Regions from separate parts of the Rattus norvegicus genome. Here region 1 is linked to region 2. A link is a contact called in public Hi-C data. All regions are on one chromosome and are shown on one strand. The core of a region is the stretch at or near the end of the contact, and the rest is flanking DNA. Distances in the headings are between cores, read along the strand shown. Region 1 holds the start of Rbis (ribosomal biogenesis factor). Region 2 overlaps Car13 (carbonic anhydrase 13).

Evidence for each region. A called contact is a pair of places that touch in the nucleus more often than the background predicts.
Region 1: a Hi-C map of the A7r5 cell line shows a contact between it and region 2, with 4 times the contacts expected there. The contact joins the promoter of Rbis here to the enhancer-like site in region 2. A contact is called at or near these places in 3 of 12 Hi-C or Micro-C datasets (the A7r5 cell line, the Rat2 cell line and Schwann cells).

The regions. Positions count from the first base shown.
Region 1 is chr2:88,710,006-88,713,943 of GRCr8, forward strand. Rbis (ribosomal biogenesis factor) reads left to right here and starts at 2,554. Exons shown (of 4, transcript NM_001109179.1): 1 at 2,554-2,607.
Region 2 is chr2:88,649,380-88,653,763 of GRCr8, forward strand. Car13 (carbonic anhydrase 13) reads right to left here. Exons shown (of 7, transcript NM_001134993.1): 7 at 264-1,521. The coding sequence ends at 1,402. Among named protein-coding and RNA genes, the nearest start is that of Car13, 29 kb to the right of the region's middle. Within about 2 kb of position 2,987, at least 7 of the 93 cell types and tissues checked have an H3K27ac peak or open chromatin away from gene starts, as enhancers often do. A contact at or near this core is called in the A7r5 cell line, where this site is marked.

The sequences.
Region 1 (3,938 bases), core at 1,304-3,803, 60 kb after region 2:
GGGAAAAAATGGCATTTGAGTTAACTTGCTCCTTATCTTTATCATAATAACATCCTATTCTGGTTAAAAAAATGTTCAACGAATGCCTGATCTTTTATCTCTAATAATTGAGGATTGTTCTTCCAGCTATCACTGAACCAAAGGAATCAAAAGATATTGGAATTTTCTGGTTACAATATTTAAACCAGTCATACTGCCAGGCCATATTTCAAAAGTCAGTTGTTTTCTCTTTGTGTTCTTCCCAGTTGGTGTATGAGATGGTGGCTTGAAGCCCTAGTTTCACTTATTCTTTTGAGATACTACTAAGCCCAAGCAGCAGCAGCATCCCCATTAGCTCCAGTTGGAAAGTCCCTAGAGAAGGACTTAATTAAAGTCCTTCTAGGTCTGACAAAAACCATTTAATGGGATAAAAGTGGTTACCCAGAAAGGGTGCTGAGCAAATAATGTCTGAAGTGGGCAACAGCCATCTACATAGGAGGCAGGGGGAAATTAACTTTTTTCTAGTTTGCCTTATTAGCTGATAGAAGTGAACCCAGAAACTGATGTCTCCTTGCCTTGTATAATGCCTCTCTTTTTACCTGTACAACTGTGTTTTGTCCTTGGTATATGTAGCCTTATGTCACCATTTTAAAGTAAAAGTTACAGTCTACAGATTTTAAGAGTATAATGGCATACTTTTCATATGCAATTGCTTTGTTTTCTACAAACATGTCAATAACTTCACATTTAAGGAATGTAATTATGGCCCTCTCATTTGCATCAGTATTTGTACCTCTGGTTTTGCAAATAATTTAATGTTTTTCTATAGGTTTGGTTACTTGTGGCATCACTTTGACACCCTTACAAGGTAGACTTGTACGTTCATTTTTTGCCTTGCTTGGGGTAAGGGGATCTAATCCAAGGGCATATGACATGAGATTCATAGGTATTTATTATTACTATGTTTTAGAACTTCCCCCCAGCAATAGGAAGGCAGAGATAGGTGGATCTCTGTGAGTTGAAGGCCAGCTTGGTATACAGAGATAGCTGGAGGACAGCCAGGACTACACAGAGATACTCAGTCTTGAAAACCAAAGCAAAGAACAACACCCCTGGGGAGGGAAAAGGAGTGGACCTTTCTTTTTTAAAATTTTTATTGGATATTTTATGTATTCACATTTCAAAAGTTATCCCCTTTCCCCCTCCCAACTCCCCCTGTTTTTATGAAGATGTTGCTACTCCCACCCACCCACTCCCACCTCAACACCCTGGCATTCCCCTACACTGGGGAACTAACCTTCACAGGACCAAAGGCTTCTATTTTATTGATGCCAGACAATACCGTTCTCTGCTACATATGTGGCTGGAGATATGGGTCTCTCCATGTGTACTCTTTGGTTAGTGGTTTAGTGCCTTGGAAACTCTGGGGGATCTGGTTGGTTGATGATGTTCTTCCTATGAGGTTGCAAACCCCTTCAACTGGAGTGGACCTTTCAAAAGAAAACAAAATGTGTGTTAACAAGAAATTACATTTCCTTCCAGAATTTATTCTGTGACAAGTATATGATTCATTTTAAAAGTTGACCTTTCTATAAGGAGATGAAGGACTGATTTAGTGGAAGCAGGACTTGAGAAGATGCCAGTTGTGGTGGACTGCTGGAAGTGGCTTAAGCCCTGGCCTCAGTGGGACCTTGCTTGCAGAAGTGGGTAGTATGATTGCATTACTTTGGTATGGAGCAAACAGCAGGAAGAATGCTTCTAAGATACAAGATTACATATAAATGAGAACACTTCATTTATTTAAAACTTGTTTCCCTGTGATGTCTACGAAATAAGTAGAAACATGTGGAAACAGCTACCTGAATAACCTCTTGGAAAATGTTTATAGATTTTTCTGAAACACCCTAACGGAAATGTGCAGAGTTGCAAAGGTGAAGGGGGCTTCGTCCGAATTGTCTCAAACGTTCTTTATTTTGCATATGTATGCAAACACAAACACACTCTATTATGAATGATTTATGTACATCTGATGTGCTGTAGGAAAGTTTCTTGGAATAAGGTGAAAAGGATGTGAACTTTTTCTTTAGTGTATGAACGCCGCCCGCGGTCGTAGCGCCACCTCCTGGACACCGCAGGACCCGCGGCTTGGACAGGTGACACCAAGCATCTGAGGCCGGAAGGTCAGACTTCTCTGGTGAGAAGGCTTTGGCGAGAGTCTTTCTCGCCTTTCGTGGGTCAAACGACGACCACTTGGTCAAAGGCGCTAGATGCAAGCGAGGCGGTGGGTGGAACATGTGGGAGGCTTCTTCCCAAGTACCAGCTTAAACCTGTGGAAAACATCGAGGGGGCGCTAGTAAGCGAATCTCCGCTGAGTTGATTCCTCCTCCCCTTTGAGGACGGCTCCTTCAGAGTGGGCGGGGCCAAGGCGAAAAGGCGGGGCTCCGCTCTGAGGACCTATTGTGAAGGGCGGGGCTGAAAGAACTGGGGGCGTGACCCAGCTCCGGGGGCCCTGCGGTAGGTGGGATTACGGCTGGAAAGAGCTCACTTGATTGGCTCCTCTTCCCGGAACTTCCTGTGTCTTGAGCTTGTGGATGGCATCACTGTGAACGTGCAGTCTCGTGAACTTTGGTGAGCAGCTAATGGGGTTTTTCGGAGCGCTATGGTGAAATGTTTGGGGCCCAGGCAGAGAGTGGTGGGACTACTGGCTGCGACTGCTCCGAAGGCTCTGTTCTCCCAACTTTTAGTTCTCTATCGACTTCTCGTGGGCGATGGAACTACCTGGGTGCCCAGGCCCGAAACCTTGCGGCCACCCCTTGGCAGGGTGTGCCTTCATCAGAATTTTAAAGTAGCAGACTGTTTTCCCTGAACCTGGCTTCAGTTAGGCTGTTGATTTTCTGGAACCTTTCTGTGTTTCCATTTACTAGCGTCGCTCGTCATTCGAGTCTGTAACATTATTAACTTTGTACGCGTCATGTTGATAATCTTTCTGCATGTAAAATCTGGTTGTGTGTACTTACACACCCATTCTTTATTACTTCAGGCTTAGTAAATAATTAGTGAATACTGGATGACAGGGTAGACGGGGGTGGGGGGAGGTGTTAGATAACATAGGTTGAATGGCTTTTTAGTTATTTCTTTTTACTCCTGTAATGTATTTTTCTACTGTTTATTTCTAAGCAGAAAAATATAATTACTGTTAGAGCTCAAAAGTGAGTTGTTTCTATATACATAAAATATATAAAATGTATATATATATTGTATATATGGGGATATATATGCATATTGTATATGCATAGTTTAATTAAATCATAAAACATGCTAGGTTACCTGTCATGCATGGCATTGTATAGTCATTGTATATGCATATTCCTTGTGTGTGCAGCCAAGATATAGTCTGAGCAAAATGGGAAGGGAAGATATGGCAGATTTCAGGCCAGAGTCAAGAGTACCAAGGACATAATAGACCAAGGCATATTGCCCTGTGTACGTTATGACAACCATTGATGTTTTTAATTTCTTTACAATTTCATACTTAATAAAAGTTGCCACTGTGTGTAGTTGACATGTGCAAAAACTAGGGAATCTTTTAGTAAAGAGAAAGCTAAATAAACAGTTTGTGGGCCAGAGTTGCAGCAGAAAAGCAGCCAAAACCATACACTGGAAGTGAAGATAATGGACTTAAGTTGCCTGGCATGATTTTGTTTAAGATCTAATCACAAAAGCAGAAAATTAGCAGTTTTTTGTTCATGAGAGAGGCAATATAACATAATGACCTCTAGTCTAACTTGTATGGCTTTAAATTTTTGCATCGCTTTTTAAATTTGTAAGATGGGGATAATGGTCTTTAACACAAAAGCTTGCTTGTGTGTGTGTGATCGATATCAAGTTCAATCAAGGACTAGGAGTCTCAGACCTGGTGCTAGGGATGCAGGAACGTTTGAGATATGTGTGCCTCATAT
Region 2 (4,384 bases), core at 1,737-4,236:
ATTACCCTTAAAAGGCTTCAAGAGATAGCTATCCTATTTTAATGTTAAATTAACTTGGCTGCATTTCATCTCAGATAGATGGCAGTTATCAAGATAACTAAATAAATCCTTTAAGTATCCAGCTCATGAAATATTTATGGTACGTGGGTCTTCCTCTAAGCCTTAGGTTGGACTCTGCAGGTAAGAACACTGGCTAAGGTGCTCATTCTAATCTTTGGCCTCTCATCTTATATGACAGTAGACATCATCATTGTACAATTTACTCAAAATAAAATTATTCTACTGAGAAGAATATGAAGAAAAATCTCAGTAATTAACTTTACATTTACAAGATGAGAGAAATCTGAAACAAATTATTAAACTTAAGAAACTCAGGAACACAGTTTCACAAAATAGCAAAAGTATAACAAATATTCAAGTCTTAAGTGTGGTTATTGAGTTAATGATGGAATCACCTCATAATGAAAACACAAAAGGAACATGGTGTGCGACACTCCAGAGAGAATAGTCTGAAGTTAGTACCAAATGGCATCTTATAAAATCATAAGTTCTTCCTAGAAAATGCACTGAATGGTGTAGGCATTTATGCAAGACTGGGCTCATTGTTTTCACTGGTGATAGAAAAAACAACAGATATAGGATAGCACCCAGGGCAAATGTGGGAACCTGTTCACCAGCTCAGGGCTGTTCTGCTGCAGTGGTATTGTGTAAACTGCTGGTCTGAATCATGTTAATGCCATGAGCCAGACACATTGTCAGTTATCACCCTGGTGGTCACTAACATTCTCGAGTGAATGTATTAGACGGAATAATGCCTTAAATAGATGTTCTTAGCCTGAGGAATTCTTCACTAAAACTGTAGGTTATTTTAGTCACAGGAGTAGTCACATTATTCTATCCTTATCCCTGTATGTTTTGTGTCGTATGCTATATTACAGTACATAAAATGAGAATCTGAGAAAATGTATTAAAGGAAATATATACTCTTGATTCATGCGAAAAATATTAAAACTGTAAGAACTGCTTGTTTAAGAATAATACCATTTCAGAGTAAATTTAAAGTTTTTATCAAACGCTCTTTAGAATGTTCAGCCAAAGCCCACAGCAAAGTTTAGTACAGTCTGAGGTTTGGAAGGCTGACATTACTGTCAGAAGGGCTGAAACAGTGTACTTCATGACATTAATATACATCCAATATTTAGCAATTGGACATCCATTAGGGCAAATCTAGGAGTGATGAGCTAAGTTATTTCAGACCTCTGGTTTTCTCTGTGGTGCCAAAGCTGCTGGGCAAGTGGAATCCACAAACATGAAATTCTCAAAAAGCCATTAATAGGAATGTCTCAGCTCCATTGTGTTTGCTCCCTTCCTGTTCTGGTTGTGCTGATCCACTGGTCAGTGCTAATAGAAAGATGCTCTCACTCTGCGGCCCTTCAGGGGCTGTGGCGGACGGTGATTGCTTAACAGGAAAGCCGCACTCTCGCCCTCAGCTGTGCACAAGAGGCTTCGGAATCTGGCCAACTGTTGAAAATTAGAGCAGAATTAATTTTACCACAGAATATCACACAGATCTTTATGAACTATGTGGAAAAGATAGAAGAGTTTTAGTCTTTAGTCTTCCAGCAGCTAAAAAATAAGGCAATGTAATAGGTCACAGATCATAAAGCATTGTTCTTTTAGATTCTCTTTGCTATATAAATAACAATGAATCCAAAATTACATATATAAATATTCTTCACTTGAGGACCAAAGTTGAAATTGTAGGTTGTGCTCTAAACAGTACAAACCGGGATTTGCAGAACGGTTTTCTGTATTTTCCCCTCTCTACAACATACATCTGACATTTTATTACAAAAATGTCCTCAAATATACATCATCTTTTAAACCTCCTTATTCTATGTAATACATACTATAAGTATCTTTGTATATCAATAAATATAACTTTACGCACTACTTGTAATTGCTGCAAAGCTCTAAAACTCCAGTCATGTGAGGAAATTCAGGATTGTTAAATAAGATTTATCAAAAGTCCACAGTGATAAAGACTGGATAAATTCCCTGAAAAAATATATATATACTGCATATTAGAACAAGGTTTGTTATTTCTTTTGATTTTGCATTGTTTTGATGAAGACAAATTAGTAAACTGTTAGGCTGAGATAGTCCCCTAACCTCAGGCCACATCAGGTAGGCTTCCACCCTTCTTCCTTTCCTGTACGGTATCAGACAAGAGAGTGGCAGAGGAGAAAGCGGCTCTCACCATTAACACAGTAGCTTACAACCACGGCCTGTGAATGCAGCATCTGATCTGTGCTTGTGCAAATGAGATGCTGTCATGTCTTCTTAAAGAGCCCAGAAACGGGAACGAGAGGACAAATGATCACAACTTATGAATAGTCATTCTCCCTAGAGTAGAACCTTCTAGTTTGAAACAGATAAGACTTATGAGAAAGAGTTCCTGGTGAAATCCACAGAAACAGGCTAAAGTAACCCTGGTCATGATTCCAGTCAAGGGGAATGCAGTTCAATTCCAAGATAATGATCTATGCACCTCCCAGGACAACATGCCTCCCCAGGGATGTCACTGATTGCTAAAAAGACCACAATACACACACACACACACACACACACACACACACACACACACACCACACACCACACAAATTCAATTCTCAGAAGTTTGTCATCAATCCCCACCTTGTATCCCTTTGTTCTCATCCGTGCAGAACTGCATCTTGCTGTAGAACTTTCCTCTACCACCTTGCACATTTGCCAAGAGCCCTAAGCCTTAGCACTCTCCCCATCGCCTGCCTAGCCAGGTAGGACATGCCAAGCCCTGCTGAGGTTAGTTTCTTTTGGCTTCATGACCTTCCTGGCTGGCTCAGATATCTTATCCCCACACGTAGGCACAGGCTGATTCAAGCAGAAAACTTGCCCCCTTTTCAAAAAGGCTGACTCAGCACCCATCCCTTCTTGGCAGGTTCTTCTCAGTGTAGCCTGCAGGCTGAGGGAAGTGTGACTTGCTTTGCTGGTTTCCTGGGCCCAACTACTAAGATCTTCATTTCCTTAAAGAGCAACCCCAGCAAGACAAAATCCTTTTTCCCAAAGTTCTCTAAGTAATTTTTTGTCACCCTTGTCTCAGTCATCTTTAAGAACTCTCTACTGCCAGCCAAAGTTGGGTAATAATAAAATTAAGTTCTTTCCTGGAACACAGAGATCCAGACTTTGTGCTTAAGTGCTTTATGCCACGTTATTTAATTTAATCCCCCAAATGACTACAATGCGCAAGTATGTGGTGGTCAGATGAGAAAGAAAGAGAAGTGGAGCAACTTGAGCATTGTGGAGAGAGATAAAAGTGGAGACGCAAGGGCAGAGAGGAGTAGCCTGCTGTGAGGGCCAGCCCTGCCATCTGGGGCCATGGTGAGGTCCCAGCCTGACTTGCTACTAAGGGGCATGAGTCCACTAGACTCCTAGTGGCTACATGACTGACCCTGCCCCTCATTGTATGCTATGCTCTGAAGAACTGGCTCCATTTCTCACAGGAGGCAACACTCAGGAAAGTGGGCCCTCCACCTCACCCAGGCAGCACAGTGGAACTGGCCCTGGGAGTGGGGGGCGTGGGTAGACAATCCTAAGTGTAGGATAGCTGACCCTGCTACTCTTCTGCCATAATATGGCACAGGCAAATAGGTGATATCCCCCTGTCCACCACCACCACCTCAGGCAGTAGGCAAAGCTACCCAAAGGATCGTGAGCTCAGGAGATCCAGTCCTGCCCCTCACCAGCTGTACTGCACTGCACTGCATGGCAGAGATGAGCCTGGTAGTGTGGGTGCAGGTGAGCCAGCCCTGAGCATGAAAGCTCGGAGAGCTGGCCCTGCTACTACTCTTCATCTGCCATCTGGTGGCATGGGTATGGGATAATGCCCTCCCCTTTCTTATCCCTCACCACCTGCAATAGTCAGGAGAGTGGACCTGAGAACATGAGAGCAGGAAAGGCCACTATAGCATTCAGGAGAGTGGTACCGGCTCCTTGACTGGGCAGTACAATGGAGCTGGCTCTGGAGAAATGGATGCAGGTGGCCTGGTGCCAAGGGCATGAGAGCAGGTGAGCTGCCTTTCACCAATGGCAGCATTAGGTGGCCTAGTGTTAGCAGTGCTGGAGAGTTCACTCTGGTGGTGCAAATAAGTGAAAGCCTGAACATTGACTAGCTCTGTTAGCAACCTGGCCCAGATCCAGGGCTCTGTTTGACACACCCCAAAATCTGTATTATCAGTGAACATTTGGGATTCGTCAAAAGGCCAGTCCTGCTGTTTCAAAGCTGCAGGATCTCCATGACACAAGGCAACAGCAGGATAACCAGGAGGAGCCGTGGTAAAGATCC